Regions from separate parts of the Capra hircus genome. Here region 1 is linked to region 2. A link is a contact called in public Hi-C data. All regions are on one chromosome and are shown on one strand. The core of a region is the stretch at or near the end of the contact, and the rest is flanking DNA. Distances in the headings are between cores, read along the strand shown.

Evidence for each region. Hi-C and Micro-C count contacts between places; a contact is called where the count stands out from the background.
Region 1: a contact with region 2 is called in a Hi-C map of blood, with 5 times the contacts expected there. The contact joins two enhancer-like sites. A contact is called at or near these places in 2 of 5 Hi-C or Micro-C datasets (both in blood).

What each region holds. Positions count from the first base shown.
Region 1 is chr3:14,020,592-14,026,217 of ARS1.2, forward strand. It overlaps LOC102169353 (microtubule-actin cross-linking factor 1), which reads left to right. Exons shown (of 100, transcript XM_018042111.1): 5 at 256-333; 6 at 3,725-3,817. Among named protein-coding and RNA genes, the nearest start is that of NDUFS5, 200 kb to the left of the region's middle. Within about 2 kb of position 4,205, at least 2 of the 5 cell types and tissues checked have an H3K27ac peak or open chromatin away from gene starts, as enhancers often do.
Region 2 is chr3:13,963,585-13,968,886 of ARS1.2, forward strand. All of the region lies in intron 1 of LOC102169353 (microtubule-actin cross-linking factor 1), which reads left to right. Among named protein-coding and RNA genes, the nearest start is that of NDUFS5, 140 kb to the left of the region's middle. Within about 2 kb of position 2,262, at least 1 of the 5 cell types and tissues checked has an H3K27ac peak or open chromatin away from gene starts, as enhancers often do.

The sequences.
Region 1 (5,626 bases), core at 2,955-5,454, 59 kb after region 2:
GGCATTCGCATTCAACCATGCCGTGTGTTCACAGGGATCCGAGTGGTAAACGAGGCATTTTGGGGTCTCACCGAGCATGGTGAAAACACACACAGGTCCTGCCTGGAGGGGTGCTTTGTGTGACGCTCCCACGCCTGGCTTCAGTCATGGGAATTCTTTGTGGTCTTTTAGTTCTTGAAATGAAAGCAGAAAGGGATCTGCGTGGGTAAATTGGTGTCGCTGAAACTAATATCCCCTTTGTTTGTTTGTTTGCAGCCCCGGGAGAAGGGCAGGATGCGTTTTCACAGGCTGCAGAATGTGCAGATTGCCCTGGACTTCCTAAAGCAGCGACAGGTAAGAGCGTCCTGTGTGTCCCCGACTCTGCCAGGGAAAGTTGGTATTGGATCCCTGTTTAGGGACGTTCTCATTGCCCCTGGTAAGTCCTCAGTAAATCCGACTGATACAGTTCTGAGTCTTGCTTGCTAGTGAGCAGCTGTATCGTGTCTGGACAAATCTTACACAGTGTGGCCTCTCTGAGAGGGAAAGTCTTACAGAAGAGCAAGATGCGAAAGATTGACTCACCTCCACTCAGGTGGAGGCCAAAGGGAAGATGAGAAATAAACCGGCAAAGAAGATGGGGAAAGGTACATCATCCAGGAATAGGGGACACCAGAGTGCTTCATCATCATGAGAACTGGATGAGGGGACGTCAGGCTGGTTGAACAGCACGTGGGGCTGGAGGGGAAGCTCTCAGCTGTGCAGCACTGGTGACCTCAGAGACCAGGCTCAATAGAGCAGAGGAGTGTTTAGTAAAGAAGCTATTCCCGCCCTAGATAGGAAGGAAGGAAGACAGAAGCACACTTTTAGACCTAGGAGAAGCTAGCAAAGAGAAGAGAACAGAATGAGAGTGAAGAGTGTGTGTCAGAGCAGGTTAGCCCCAGAGGACGCCTTGGAGATCGCTAGTCCAGCCTTTTCATTTCCTACGAAAGGAAACTAAGAAATGACCTGCCCTAGGTCACAGAAGTGAGAGCAAACCTGGGACTTCCACCCAGGTCTCCTGCACATTTTAATGCTCCTTTCATGCTGCTTTCCACACACCATCCTTCCCACGACTCCCTAACTGATGGAACCAAGTCCGGGGATTGAGGGATGAGATCCAAAGAGCACAGCTGATGTAACTTCTTTGAAAAGGAAAGGAAAATGCCCATACAGGGAAGGTTTGTGGAAGAGAGGAAAGTGGATGGACGAGGGAGTCAGAGTTCATCTGCCTAGAGAGCTGTTTGGAAAGATTTGGTATAGCTACAGTTGCCAGGCAACAGTGCTGGTCACAATGGCATGACATGGTGTGCATATTTTTAGAGTTGGTTCATTTTTGCCACTCTTATCAGTAATTCTCATTAACTTGGGAAATTCTCTGTATACTCCCATAGCCGTTTGCTTCTAATATAATACTTATGACTTTATTGTTATTTCTCTGTTTGCTGTAATGCTTTGTAGGCCCATGGGGACAGAGAATGTGATCTACTTTAACCTTTTTATCTTCATCACCTGTTGCAATGAATGGTCCATAATTGACACTTAATAAATATTTGTTGAAATAAGTGGTAGGAGAATTAGAGGTTGAAGTGTTCAGGGGACTAGAGAAAGCATCCTTGGAATGTCTGTGTGTAGAGTTAGAGAAAACCAGAGAAGGCCTTAATGGTCAAGGTAAATTGAAAAGAATTGATTAGCTAGAAGCCTCAATAAGGATGGAGAGTAGATTGGTTACTAGGATATAATAAAAAAGTGAGCCATGAGCAGTGGACACAGAGAAGGGCAGAAGGAACTCTGGAGCAGTGCTTGGTGATGGTGAGGTTGTTGCTGTGCAAGTGTCCAAAGCAGAGTGAAAATGAAAGTCATCCGAAGTGGGAAGGCAGCCGAGTTATACAGATGGGGCGACACCTGGGCCATCGAGCTGATGCCAAAATTGCCAAGAGAGATGGTAGAAGATGTGGGAGGGAAGGTAGGAGTTAGGTGTGAGGTCTCCAAGGAATGGACTGGCAGACACTGGAAGGTGGCTTGGCCGAGGAGGTGTTCAGAATCCACGTGGAAAGCTGCCGGCGGTGGGGCGGGGGAACGTGTACTCGGCTGGTGCTGCCAGCCCGCCAGCTATGGGCCATAGTGATGAGAAGACCTGCACTGAGGCAGAAAGCAGGGCCTCCTGCCCCCAGTGTGCAGAAGAGGAGACAGAGATGCAGGAAAGGGGCAGAGCTCGCCCAGTGTCCCGGTTGTTCAGGTTGCTGTAACAAAATATCATGGCCCATGGCTTATAAACAACAGAAATTCATTTCTCATAGTTCTGCAGAAGTCCAAGAGGGAGGCAGATGTGCTGTAGCACAGCTGGTCCTGGTTCCGAGACCGCTTTTAGCAGTGTCCTCATGTGATGGGAAGGTCAAGGAGCTTTCTGGGTCTCTTTTATAAAGATACTAATCCCATTCCCTCAAGACCTAATCACCCCCAAAAGGTCCCACCTCCAGATACCTTCGGATTGGGTATTAGGATTTAACCTATGAATTTTGGAGGGACACAGCATTCAGTCTATAGCACCGGTCACTAAGGTGAAGTGAGGATGCTGCCTGAGGTCTTGAGTACATGAAGGTTTCGGTTTAGCTGAAGAGACAAAGGAAGGGCAGCTTCAGGGCAGCTGCCACAGTTGTCAGGAGCTCCATGAGGGTATGACAGAGACTCACGGGGTGGAGGTGGAAACAGGCTGGTTTTCCTAGGACACTCTGAAAGGCCCCCGTCCCAGGAAATCCCTCAGTCTCCAGCACACAGTGATGGTTGGTCACCCTGATGGGGGAAGGGCCTCTGTGTCTGTGTACATCGTGTTGCTGGAATGAGATTTTAGGAGTAAGGCAAGTGCTGTGGGAGGAGGGGAATAGGTGGGACAGGCCAGAGAGTGGTGAGGGATGGGAGGCAGATCTCTCTTTCTCTCTCACAACCTTGAAAAAATAAGACAGAGAAAGAAAAAAGGGCTGGGAAGACTTAATTAAAAAGCAGCTCACAATAGCAAATGCTTGCGAAATTGCTTTGCTGGTGGGATTGCAAAATGGTACAATCATGCTGGAAAATTGTTTGGCAGTTTCTTACAAGGCTAAACGTATACCATATGACCCAGCAATCCCACTCCTATGAATTTACCCTAGAGAAATGAAAACATGTACTCACACAAAAAACCTGTACATGAATATAAGAGCTTTATTCATAACTGGCCCAACACGGAAACAACCCAGATTCCTTCAGTAGAGGAGTGGATAACTATTGTGTGTAGAATACAGGTATAAGGTATACAGGAATACTCCTCCACAGTGGAAAGGGGCAGGCTATTGCTCCAGGCAGCAACATGGATGGGGATCTCACGGCCATTGTGCTGAGTACAAAAAAGCCAGGATCTGAAGATTACATACTATGGGACACCATTTATATGACATTCTGGGTAAAGCAAAGCTGGGAACAACAGATCAGTGGTTGCCAGGATTTAGGGGTGAAGGCAGGATTTGACTGCACAAAGTCCCACCTTTTGGGGTTGATGCTCCTGTTTTGTTACCCTGATTATAGTGGTTGTTAACACAAATCTATACAGATGTGAAAACTCAAACTGTACACCAAAAAAAATTAACTGCGTATGAAAAATGAAAATCTATAAAAAATGAAATCAAAACAAAAAGTTGCAGAGCTCTTAGACTAGCTTTTGTTTCTTTTTCAGGTGAAACTAGTGAATATTCGCAACGATGACATCACAGATGGCAACCCCAAGCTGACCCTAGGCCTGATCTGGACCATTATCTTGCACTTCCAGGTAGGGTCTGTGAAGTCTGGGGTCCTGGTGTTCAGTTTGGACATGGCCTAGACAGAGGTAGAGATTGCTCTGCTTTCCACAGGCACACTGAGCCTTCCTACTCCGTATTTGTCAGTGAATGAGGGAGGGGGGCCGAGCAGGAGCTCTAAAGGAAGATGAGCATTGGCCTGGAGGCAACGCTGTTGCAGTGTAAACCGAGAACTTCCTCATCATTTGCATGACGAAGGGGGATTTTTCACCTGTTTATGCTGTGGCTCTGGCACTGACAGTCTAGTTACTAGCAGTCTGCCCAGCTGAGTCAAAACTGGCTCTTTGGGGACTCGGAATGTGAGGGATGAGGAGAGATGTTGGATTTGTTGCTCAGGAAGGGTGGGGTGAAGCCTTATAATCCTGCTTGATGTAGACTTTTCTTCATCTCTAATGATCTTAAACAAGCCTGGTTAATTGTAGCACTGTCTTAGTCAGGTTGGGCTGCCGTAATGAAACACCGTAGGCTGGGTGGTTTCAGCAAGCATTCAGTTCTCATAGTTCTGGAGGCTGGATGTCTGAGATCAGGGTGCTAGCTTGGTTGGCTCCTTAGTGAGGGCCCTCTTCCTGGTTATATCCTCAGGTGACCTTTCCTTGGGGCATGCATACACAGAGATCTCATGTCCCTTCAACTTTTCATAAGGGTGTTAATCCCATTATGGAGGCTCCACTCTCCTGACCTCATCTAAACCTAATTACCTCTTAAAAGACCGCACCTTCAGTTACCATCACATCACGGCTATTATGGCTTTAATATATGAGTTTCGAGGGGACACAAACATTCAGTTCATAGCAAGCACCTTGGAATATGTGCTTGTAAACACAATCTTGTAGCGTCCATCACACCAAGAACAGTGGCATCTTGGTAGTGTTCACATGGTTACACAGCCTTCCTGTTCCTTCTCCCTAAGGCAAATCCTCTTCAAGTCTAGGTACTATTGGAAAGTCACAGCACTGTTTTTATAAAAAAGACTATCTTGAATCACGTTAGCTCAACTTAACCAAACTGTTTCTCAGACAACTCTCGAATACCCAACTGCTGTATGCAAGGCTAATAGATGACAGGGATCACTTCTTGAGCAGGTGGGAAAAGAAGGCTTATATAAATATCTCACTCAAGGGGCTGACTCCAGGGTCCCTGTGGCTGTGATGTCCCAGTTGGGGAGTCAGCGCCACCTGCTGGGTGAATGCAGAACAGCAGGTGTCCCAGAATTCCTGAGAATCTGAGAACTTCTGAGAACTCAGGGATTATAATTTCTTGGGGCTCTGGTTTGGAGCCGCTGCTGACAATCTGCAGCATAAGTATGCTTAGGAAAGCGTGGAGGTAACATGTGTTTTTGTGGAACCACAGGGTGTCCTCAGGCATGCTTCGGATATAGGGATAACCAGGAACATGAACTTGGCAAGTGTGCCTTGGCAGGGTTGGAACAAGAACTTTGTTGAGCTTTCATAGCGTTATCCCCTTGGCAGTCTTATGAACAGCAGGCTGTTCTGGAGGCATCTTTTTGGTTGTTTGTATGCCCCAAACCACCTCTCACTTTGAGACACCAGTGCTATCCTGTAGCCGTGAGGTAAGAGGCATCTGCCTGCTGTGTCTCCCTTTCTCCTGACTGCAACTCACTCAACAGAAGGGAACTTCAGGGGCCAAGGAATGAAAACGGAATTGGCTAGTTACACTTCTCCTGGGACAGAAGATGTGGGGATAATGTTCCTTAACTGAGCATGCCATTAAGAAAATGTCCTAGAATCCACTCTCTTTAAACATTTATGAAAAATTTCAGA
Region 2 (5,302 bases), core at 1,012-3,511:
GACCCCATGAATTGCAGCATGCCAGGCCTCCCTGTCCATCACCAGCTCCCAGAGTTCACTCAAATTCACTCCATCGATTTAGTGATGCCATCCAGCCATCTCATCCTCTATCGTCCCCTTCTCCTCCTACCCCTAATCCCTCCCAGCATCAGAGTCTTTTCCAATGAGCCAACTCTTTGCATGAGGTGGCCAAAGTACTGGAGTTTCAGCTTTAGCATCATTCCTTCCAAAGAACACCCAGGGCTGATCTCCTTTAGAATGGACTGGTTGGATTTCCTTGCAGTCCAAGGGACTCTCAAGAGTCTTCTCCAACACCACAGTTCAAAAGCATCCATTCTTTGGCACTCAGCTTTCTTCACAGTCCAAGTCTAACATCCATACATGCCCACAGGAAAAACCATAGCCTTGACTAGACAGACCTTTGTTGGCAAAGTAATATCTCTGCTTTTGAATATGCTATCTAGGTTGGTCATAACTTTTCTTCCAAGGAGTAAGTGTCTTTTAATTTCATGGCTCAATCACCATCTACAGTGATTGTGGAGTCCCCCAAAATAAAGTCTGACAGTGTTTCCACTGTTTCCCCATCTATTTCCCATGAAGTGATGGGACCGGATGCCATGATCTTCATTTTCTGAATGTTGAGCTTTAAGGCAACCTTTTCACTCTCCTCTTTCACTTTCATCAAGAGGCATTTTAGTTCCTCTTCACTTTCTGCCATAAGGGTGGTGTCATCTGCATATCTGAGGTTATTGATATTTCTCCTGGCAGTCTTGATTCCAGCTTGTGTTTCTTCCAGTCCAGCATTTCTCATGATGTCTTCTGCATATAAGTTAAATAAGCAGGATGACAATATACAGCCTTGATGTACTCCTTTTCCTACTTGGAACCAATCTGTTGTTCCATGTCCAGTTCTAAGTGTTGCTTCCTGACCTGCATACAGGTTTCTCAAGAGGCAGGTCAGGTAGTCGTATTCGCATCTCTTTCAGAATTTTCCACAGTTTATTGTGATCCACATAGTCAAAGGCTGTGTGGATCACATAGTCAATCCACATGGTCAATAAAGCAGAAATAGATGTTTTTCTGGAACTCTCTTGCTTTTTCCATGATCCAGCGGATGTTGGCAATTTGATCTCTGGTTCCTCTGCCTTTTCTAAAACCAGCTTGAACATCTGGAAGTTCATGGTTCACGTATTGCTGAAGTCTGGCTTGGAGAATTTTGAGCGTTACTTTACTAGCGTGTGAGATGAGTGCAATTGTGTGGTAGTTTGAGCATTCTTTGGCACTGCCTTTCTTACCTTGGGTGAAAAATTTAGGTTTGCAGTTAACTTCTTGAAGGAGAAGAGCTGATGGCACTTTGTATCGGGAACCAAACCTTTAAAGGTGAATGTTCTGAGGTTGAGACCTTTCCAAATTTTAAATGTGACTGTCTGTGCCCTACCCTCGTTTTTGTTTATCCTCTCAACTGTGTGTCCCACTGGAATAGATTATGTTTTGGATCCCAGATCCCATTCCCAGCTCTTCTAAGAACCTCCCTTCTTTTCATTTCTTACCTTTTTCATCCAGGCTGTTGTTCTTGCTCTGAGGCTTTCTTTCCTGGGAGGTTGGGAATAGCTGGAGGAGCCTCTGGGTGGCGCCCTGTGTCCAGAAGGTGGACAAAGGAGAAGGACTCGCCTGAAAGACGCTTAGGCCTGTGTTGGCAGGAAGAGATGACTCATTTTTCATCAGAGGAATTTCAAAGAAAATATAATGACAGGATGATGTCAGAGGAGCAGGTGGAGACATGAACCTTGATTGAGGTGCTGGAGGGTGGTGTTGGATTGTACGGTTGCCAGGGTAGGCAGAATGATTGACTGGCACAGATCACAAGAATCGTCACCTGTTTTTCAGTTCCTTTCTCAAGAGCCCTGGTGTGGGCAGAGCCTTCAGAGCATGTGGTCAAGTCCGTGCCCGTCTTGGGTGTACTGGTTTTGTATCTGAGTGAGACACTTCATCCCATCCCAGTCATGGACGTATTTCACATGCAGTGTGGTGTGCATCAGCTCCATGACTCGCAGGGTCTGTGTCTGAGAACTGAAAATCACATGCTCATAGTGGCTTGAGGGGTGTCATTTCCCCTGATATATTAGATACAGGAACTTGCCTAGATAGCAGAAGCTCAGATCTCAGGGCGTGTGCGTACTAAGTCGCTTCAGTCATGTCTGACTCTTTGTGACCCTATGGACTTCAGCACGCCAGGCTCCTCTGTCCCTGGGACTTTTTTCAGGCAAGAGTACCAGAGTGGTTTGCTAGACTCAAGGGATCTTCCCGACCCAGGGATCAAACCGCATCTCTTATGTCTCTTGCATTGGCAGGCAGGTTCTTTACCACTAGTGCCACCTGGGAAGCCCCTCAGATCTTAGGGACTTCACCTTGTTGCTGAAAATGCTCTGGTTCCGTCCACTGTTTTGGCAAGAGCTGGATCTTTGTTCTAATCTTAGTGTTTTTTTTTTTCTTTTCTTTTCTTTGAGTTGAGTGCCCTCCTTGGTGTGTATGGATGAAGCTGATAAGTGGGGGGAACTTACAGTCAGGAGGAAGGATAGATAAGTCTTCTAATCTTTCCATTTTGTGAAGCACTCCAGTTGGTTAGATGTTTAGGCTCCTATTGATATTAAGACTGTAAGGCGTGCTCCTGGTCATCACTGTGTTTTCACAGCTACCAGAGTCTATGTGATTGTGAGGTTGGATGCTAAATCAGTAGTTTACAAAAGGATAAAAGAAAGGATATTTAGTGCTAGTACTCAAGGAATGGGATTCCCCAGTGGCTCAGTGGTAAAGAATCTGCCTATCAATGCAGGAGATGTGGGTTTGATCCCTGGGTCGGGAAGACCCCTGGAGAAGGAAATGGCAACTCACTCCAGTAGTCCTGCCTGGAAAAAATCCCAGGGAAAGAGAGCCTGGCGATTTACAGTCCATGGAGTTGCAAGAGTTGGACCCGACTTAGCAACTAAACAACAACTCAAGGAATATTTGAGAAGAGATATCTTAGCAATATCAATTGTTGCTTTTGTGTTTTATGCATCATTCCTCTGCAAGTGACGTGGAGATAGGGGCTTTTAGGTGGCGTGGGACGCTGCCAAGAAATAGGAGCGCCTCTCTCTAAGGTACACCATGTGTGCTGCCTGCTCTGTGTGCTAAGTTGTGTCCAGCTCTTTGTGACTCTGGACTGTAGCCCACCAGGCTCCTCTGTCTGAGATTTTTCAGGCAAGAATACTGGAGTGGGTTGCTGTTTATTCCTCCAGGGGATCTTCGCGACCCAGGGATCGAAGCCATGTCTCCTATGTCTCCTACAATGCAGGTGGATTCTTTATAGCTGAGCCATCAGGGAAGCCCAGGATACATCATAAGTAAGAAGAAAAGTGAAAACAAACCCTCAAACAAACAAAAATGCCTGAAATTGGAAAGAGAGGGAAAGAGAGCTTCATTTATTACTTGGTGCTGTCTTTAATTGTTGGACAGCACTACCAGGCACACTGTGGGACTGAAACTGATGTTTGGAGGAGGGTATGGAGGACATGAATCAGGCAGCTTTTCTTAGAGAAGGGTGCTGGGCTTGCTTGGGCCTCAGTTAGCACTGTTACTCCTCCCGGCTAGTTGTGCTTCTCTCTGTTACCTTTCCATAAAATAACAGGTCAGTAGAGTAGATTTTTTACTTGAAATGCCAGGGAAAGTATCCTCTAGAATGGGTTTGATTTGGGAGCTTCCTGAGGTTAATTTGTGATGACGGTGTTTCAGAAATCACCACCTGACTCACTGAGCAGAAGCAGCAGTCTTGTCCTGAACGTGTTCTTTGTGTATCCATCCCTTAATGTATACAGGTCCTCTCTTCCTTTGGTTATGAGCTCAAGGCCTTTAATCATGAGGTTGAGCAGTGGTAAGCAAGAACTATTCTAACATGTCAGTTAGCCAGAATGTTAAAGGAATCCACATGGGAGCTGGGGTTCCAAACATCTCTGATTTTTTTCGTGGGGGAGGAAAAGGACTTCTTTAAGGGTTCATTATCAACTATAGAATAAAATCCAAACTTATCTTGTCACTTAAGACCTCTTGTAATCCAGCTTAACTTTCTATAAAATTGTTTTTATCAAAATTATATTTGTTCTTATTTTAAAAGGTCAAACATTACTAGTACTATGAAGTTTCTAACAAAAGTCATTTCCTGTTCTATCCCTTCGTACCTGTGAGAACTACTTCCAGGTCATTTAGCTGTTTCTTTTAGTATTTTCTGCTGCTGCTGCTGCTGCTAAGTCACTTCAGTCATGTCTGACTCTGTGCGACCCCACAGCTGGCAGCCCACGAGGCTCCGCAGTCCCTGGGATTTTCCAAGCAAGAACACTGGAGTGGGTTGCCATTTCCTTCTCCAATGCAGGAAAGTGAAAAGTGAAAGGGAAGTCGCTCAGTCGAGTCCAACTCTTCGCGACCCCATGCACTGCAGCCTATCAGGCTCCTCCATCCATTGGATTTTCCAGGCAAGAGTACTGGAGTGGGGTGCCACTGCCTTCTCCATCTTCCACTACCCTTATTAAATATACTCTTGTACTAGTGACTTTTGAATTTTCAGTTTTAGACATTATCTGTTGATGTTCTACTCTAGGAAGTTTGGGTTTAGTTTTTTCATCCCTGCTCTTTCCCTGGTTTCCGTTGTCACGTATTATTACCGTTGCTAGGTGCTCAGTGTTTAGATGGTTATGATCATGTAAAGTTGCTTAAAGCTGTGGCACATAGTATTCTACAATTATATTTACTTTCTTGACCAATTTTAAAAATTTTTTCCTGGAATTAGCAATTGTCCTATGTTATCATCTGTTTACCATTCTATGTACCTATCTCCATGCTCTCCTATGGGACTCCAAGGCAACTCTCAGTGTGTTGGAACATATCACATAATCTTTTGGTTCATTATTTCCTTTGGAGACAACCCCCCACCCCACCCCCGCCCAAGAGTTCTCTGTTTTCCGGCTGCAGCTTTTTGTAAAGCTCAGCCCCGAGTCTCCCCTTTGCCGTCACTGGGGAGTTCCTTTGCCTCTCTTCTGTTTTGGCTGCCATGTTTCCTGGATCTCCTGCGCTCATCTTTCTTGGTTTACTGCGTCTCTTCATTGGAATATATCGTAGAGTAGCTTCCTGAGAAAGGATCCTTGAGAGAGTCACATCTTTGAGATTTGCTAATTTGAAAATGTCTTTATTCTCCTTTTCATTTAATGGAGGGTGTAGAGTGCTAGGTTACAAATGACTGGCTTTCAGTGTTGCTCTTGAGAAGTCCAGTGGC